Regions from separate parts of the Rattus norvegicus genome. Here region 2 is linked to region 1. The links are chromatin contacts, called in public Hi-C maps. All regions are on one chromosome and are shown on one strand. The core of a region is the stretch at or near the end of the contact, and the rest is flanking DNA. Distances in the headings are between cores, read along the strand shown.

Evidence for each region. A called contact is a pair of places that touch in the nucleus more often than the background predicts.
Region 2: a Hi-C map of liver shows a contact between it and region 1, with 2.9 times the contacts expected there. The contact joins the promoter of Seh1l here to the promoter of Afg3l2 in region 1. A contact is called at or near these places in 7 of 12 Hi-C or Micro-C datasets (Schwann cells, frontal cortex, kidney and 3 more).

What each region holds. Positions count from the first base shown.
Region 1 is chr18:63,267,576-63,270,275 of GRCr8, reverse strand. It overlaps Afg3l2 (AFG3 like matrix AAA peptidase subunit 2), which reads left to right and starts at 1,276. Exons shown (of 17, transcript NM_001134864.1): 1 at 1,276-1,564. The coding sequence starts at 1,451. It also overlaps a transcript of Prelid3a not described here and the pseudogene LOC134482954.
Region 2 is chr18:63,615,613-63,618,312 of GRCr8, reverse strand. It overlaps Seh1l (SEH1-like nucleoporin), which reads right to left and starts at 1,438. Exons shown (of 9, transcript NM_001394994.1): 1 at 1,198-1,438. The coding sequence starts at 1,308.

The sequences.
Region 1 (2,700 bases), core at 27-2,526:
AGGGTTAAGGCTAGGAATCCAGAAAGGCAGCCATGAAACTGGACAAAAAAAGGCTTTGAGGGAAGGTGGTGGTGCAGACAGTAGAGCAACGTGGAAGGGGAGATTGGGGCAAAAGGGTATAGTAGTGAAGAGAAAGTCGAAGGGAAGGTTAGACCCAAAGGAACAACTATGAGCCTTCTTTATGGAAACCTGTCACTGAGTCATCACCCAGCCCCACTGTTGGTCTTTCTCTGATCCCGATTTCTGGTTTGGTTCTGTTGTGGCTAGCAAGTATACATTGTAGGGTCTCACTACTTATGATTCATGGTTGTCTGGGTAAATAAACCTGAAAATACTGTGCCCAGGAAATTTCTTTTTCTGTCCTTGTCTGTGGTGCTGGGAATTGAACTTAGGCATTCACACATGCAAGTCATGTGGAAATTTTCTATAAATATCAACTAGGTTTAGTTTAGTCATTGTGATGCTGGGTTAGACACGAGGATGAATAATGCTTGGGGTTATTAAAGGGACTAAACACAGCCCGAGACAATTTGGCTCTGGTTTTGCAACACCCCAACTCTTCACGATCAGGTAGTTCTGACCAGTCACTCAGCATTGCAGAATCTTTAACACAACCTCAGTTCACAGTAGTGTTTGAGGACAGCCAGAGCTATGAGCCTGTCCCAAATAGCACCAGGAGAAAATAAGTAAGTAGATGTCTTGGCCTTTGCGGAACTTGCCTCATGCCCGTCAGTGAGCAATCAGTTAACTACTCGGTAAGTAGTCAGAGATGAATGCTAAAATGTCAAACAAGACCAGTGGTCTCTAGTCCTGAATGAAAAATGGTCCTTTTCCATAGAGCCTCGGGTCAACTCTTTAAGGTCCGCCCTCGAACCTTTGCTCTCCTTATTTGGCCCCTCCTGCTTTCCTTCTTCGGTCCCTCCCTCAGACCCGCCTCTCCTGTGCCGATCCTCTTTAGGCCCCGCCTCCTGCCCGCCTCCACACTGCCCTTCGCACCAGCTTTACCCCGCCTTGACCTCGCCTCCAAAGCTCTCATTTGCTACCACCGCCAGCCCCTCCCCACCACAGTCTTCCAACTCCGCCCCAGCCCCGCCCAGCCCCGCCATCAACTATTTCTCCTCTGACCCGCCTCCTTTGGGCTCACCCAACCACGCCCCTCCAGTTCTTTAGTAGGCCACGCCCTTCACCCCCGCTCCACTCTTCCTTTACTCCGGCCTCCAGTCCTACCCCTTCCCTACCCGAGAGCGTGGTCCGCCGCCTGGAGGGCACGTCGACGTCCGCACGCTGGGGCGGGGCCTGACGAGCGCGCGTGGAGCGTGGGTTCGCGTTCTGCCGCGGGTCTCCTGCGCCGGTGGCGCGCAGCTCCCGGATAAGTTGCGGAAGCTGAGGGTTGCCGACCGCCGGCTTTGGCTCGGTCCCTGCGCGCGCCCCGGAGCGGGCCGGGCCCATCATGGCTCACCGCTGCCTGCTGCTGTGGGGTCGGGGCGGCTGCCGTCGCGGCCTTCCTCCCCTGCTCGTGCCCAGCGGCTGCCTGGGTCCCGGCCGGCGGCCCTGCCTCCGTACGGTGAGTCCCGCGTCGCTGCTGCTCCCTCCGGCCAGCTTCCGGCTAGGGCGCAGGTGTCAAGGTCACCGGCCGGGGACGCGTGACGGCCTGAGTCTCCTGGTCCCCGTGGGTGGTATTTCTCCTGACCCCGGGGCCCTGTGGACCGCGCTGTGGTGAGTGGCGCTCTGAGCCCGGGAAGGTCACGCCTCTGCTTTGCTACTCGCTGCCGTGGTCTCGTTGGCTTTCGTGCCACTGGAAAAGGACAGTCGAGTGGACTGCACCGGCGAGCTGGAGGGGAGAGAGAGGGCTGTGGAACTTCCCTTTCCGAACATCTGTTGAATTTGGAGGGCCGTTGCTGGCATCCGGAATACAAATGCCACTGGTGTCATTCATATATATATATATATATATATATATATATATATATATATATATATATATATATATATAGTTCAGGTTAGGGCCTATGTATTTAGTTGCATAACAGCGCCTATCCGGAGGCTTCGCTGCTCTTGTAGGGCCACACACTAACTACCTAGTACCTTTTATTGAAGTGATGTTGTGTTGTGTTGGCAGGACCATGACACAGCTTCTTGCTGTGTGCCAGTCCAGCATAGGTTTTACCCGGAGGTACATAGCATGGCGGTTGAGAAATGTGATTGGTTGCTTGAACCTGGCTAGACAACTTACTGTCCAGCGTCTTTGAGGTGATTAGTCTAGCCTCTTCACTTAGAAGCTAGAGGTAATAATACAGCAGCCTTTCAGTTTCTGGAGGGGATTAATGCATGGACCCTTACCAAACTTAAAGGATGCATGCCCTCCTATGGGCTTTGGTTTGTTTATGTTTTGTTTGGGGATTTTTGAGATGAGGTCTTACTGTATAGCCCAGGCTAGCCTCCAGGATCTCCCACCCGATCCTCCTAATCATGCTGGCTCTTCGCTTATCCGCTCATTTCTAGATTGTTTCAGTACCTAATGTGGTCGTAAACCGTTAGTAAGTAGACTTTACATCCTAACACTCAATGAACAGTGACCAAAACCCAACCCAACCCACTCTTCCCCACACAGGAAACAACAAGAAACCCCTAAATTGACCTCAAACATTCCTCATGCTGAGGTTGGCCTTGACCTACTGATCCTCTCTTCCATCTCTCAAG
Region 2 (2,700 bases), core at 189-2,688, 350 kb before region 1:
CAACTATTTCCACCTAGTGACCTAGTGAGGGGCTCAAGACAGCTTCTCTGGTTCTCTAAGCAGGCTGCTCAGGCTAAGTAAGTCAGCTGTAGGTCATCTCTCCTAGTGTGATAAAGACCTAATAAAAGGCTTCGAGAGACTTCTTTTCTTGCCTACTTCCAACAGTGTGAACAGAGCAGTCCTGAGGCCAAGCTGGGAAAGCTCAAGGTAGTTTGGTAGCCTTCACTGCTTGTCTTGGTAGTGTATATGCACGTAAGTTTTGCAATGCAGAATTACGTCCTCTCCCAAGATTGCCATATTTATCTTAGTAAATACCATTCCCAAAGACTATAACTTGATGTCTGCTACCTAGATCAGCTGTGCTCGTTGGCCAACCAAGGAACCAGGCGCAGTCCTCCCAACAAGAAGGATCACAATCTGAACTCCCTCTATCGACCTGCAGAGACGCCGGGCAGTGCACATTCACACACGCAGACACAACACTCACACGAATAAGTCTTTAAAATTGTGGGGTTAGGGCAATGGAGTCGTTCCTGGTGGCTCCCATCTTTAATCATATCACTCTCGGCAGAGGCAGGCAGATCATCAGGGCTACAGAACTGAGACTCTGTTTCCAAAAAAGTACATCGGAGCATATTCAACGGACACTTGTGATAACCACCTTCAGAGGCCACTTGAACACGAACAAGAATTAAAAGCTGGTGTTCAGCTATTCTGGCGTCGTGAAGGAGTTCATACTCGTAACCCCAGCATGGCTGAAACTGAGACTGGAGGGCTACTGCCAGGTCTAGAAAACGTGTGTGTGTAACTGGCATGTAATAATAATAATATCCCTTCAAGGAATCCCATGCGTCCTGGGCAAAGGAATACAGGCGAGGCCCACTGAAATGAGACACACATCCCCACGAGAAGGCCAAACGCGTTAGACTACAGCCGCGACCCACTCCGCAGACCCAGCGTGCGCGTGCGCTCAGTGCCCCGAGGCAGAGAGCCGCCCCGCGCAGGCGCGGTAGGAAAACGCCCCGAGCGCGGGCGGCCGTGACCCCACAATCCGCCGACGGGGAGGGCTCTCGCCGCTTCCGGCGTGGCGGCGTCCGCGGCTTTGTGTCTCGCACGCCTCGGTCAGAGTTAGTCCCTTCTGTGCCGCCTCCCTCCCCTCTGTGCCCGGCCCTGGGTAGTCGAGCTTGCCGCGCGCACCTTGACGCTCTGGTCGCTGGAACAGGTGGCCATCCGGCGCCCGTGGAAGTCGAAAGACACATCGTGGATGAGGTCCTTGTGGTCCGCCGCGATGCTGCGCGCCACAAACATGGCCGCCGCCGTCTGCCCGGGCCCGCCTCCGAGAGGGCGGCGGTGCGGCCCGCAGCCCCCGGACCGCGGCAGAGGCACGTACGGTACGTCGGCCCTCGCCTGCTCGCGTCGCTCCGGCGCGCCACGCCCCGAGGGACACGCCCTGCGCAGGCGGAGCCTGTGTCCAAACCTTGTTCCAGCCACGGACGGAGCCTGCAGACGCAGGAGGATGGAAAAATGAAAGCGCCTTCCGGGGTCAGCCTAGGGGGTGTGTGCCTCCGTAAACACGTGATCGGTACACATAGCGAGTAGAGATGTCCCGCTGCAGATTTGAATGGAAGGCTCATCTGTTTAACCAGAGCTTCTTAGGAATGATGGCGATGCCCAGAGTTGTCGCTTAGGGAGTCAAGCTCGTCGAGCACAAAGTCTTCCAGAAGGAAGAAATTGAGATGAGGAGTGGAGGACCTGAAGCAGCGGTCAGTGCTGAAAGATGGCACAAGTACAACAGATTCGAGGGTCAGCAAAACCAGAATGAGGAAAAAGAAGTTCTAGAAAGTCACCCGGGGTGATGGCAAGACCCAAAATGATGCCCAATATTTACTTTGATGGAGCCAGTCTTTAATGGAGAAGTAAGTGAAATAAAAATAGCAAAGAGAAACCTATGAAGGGAAGTGCTCAAGTCAGGAGATTCAGTCAAATTCAGGAAGTGGTGGAACATTCCTTCAACGAGGGTTTTAGGTGAGAGGTTGTTTAACGCCCATGGGATCAAACTCCCGACTTTGGCTCCATGCACGCGGTGCACATATAGGTGAAACATGCATACACCTAAAAATAAAGATGTTTAAGAATAGGAATCGCGGGCTGGAGAGATGGCTCAGAGGTTAAGAGCACTGTCTGCTCTTCCAGAGGTCCTAAGTTCAATTCCCAGCAACCACATGGTGGCTCACAACCATCTATAATCAGGTCTGGTGCCCTCTTCTGGCCTGCAGGCATACATGCAGGCAGAAAGCTGATGTATACATAATAAATAAATGTTTAAAAAAAAAAAAGAATAGGAATCGCTTTAAAAAGCAGACTCTAAAGGATCTCAAAATCGCACTTGTTCCTGATGGATTTGTACAGAAACCCGCAGAGACCGATAGTGAAATGATCTTACCAGTCTTGAGTTTTCCTTACTCTTCTTTAAATTAATAAGATTTAAGGCATGGCTTGAATGCATCACCACCTTTAGTTCCAGCTCCAGAGAATCTGAAACATCTGGATTCCTTGAGGATCTGCACTCTCCTGCACACAACGGATACACACACGAAGAGACATAAATTCTTTAAAAAATCCTTTTTTAGATTATATTCCTATTTTAGAGGTAGACCCCCAAGTCCTCTAACCATTGGATCTAACCATTCATTTCCAGAG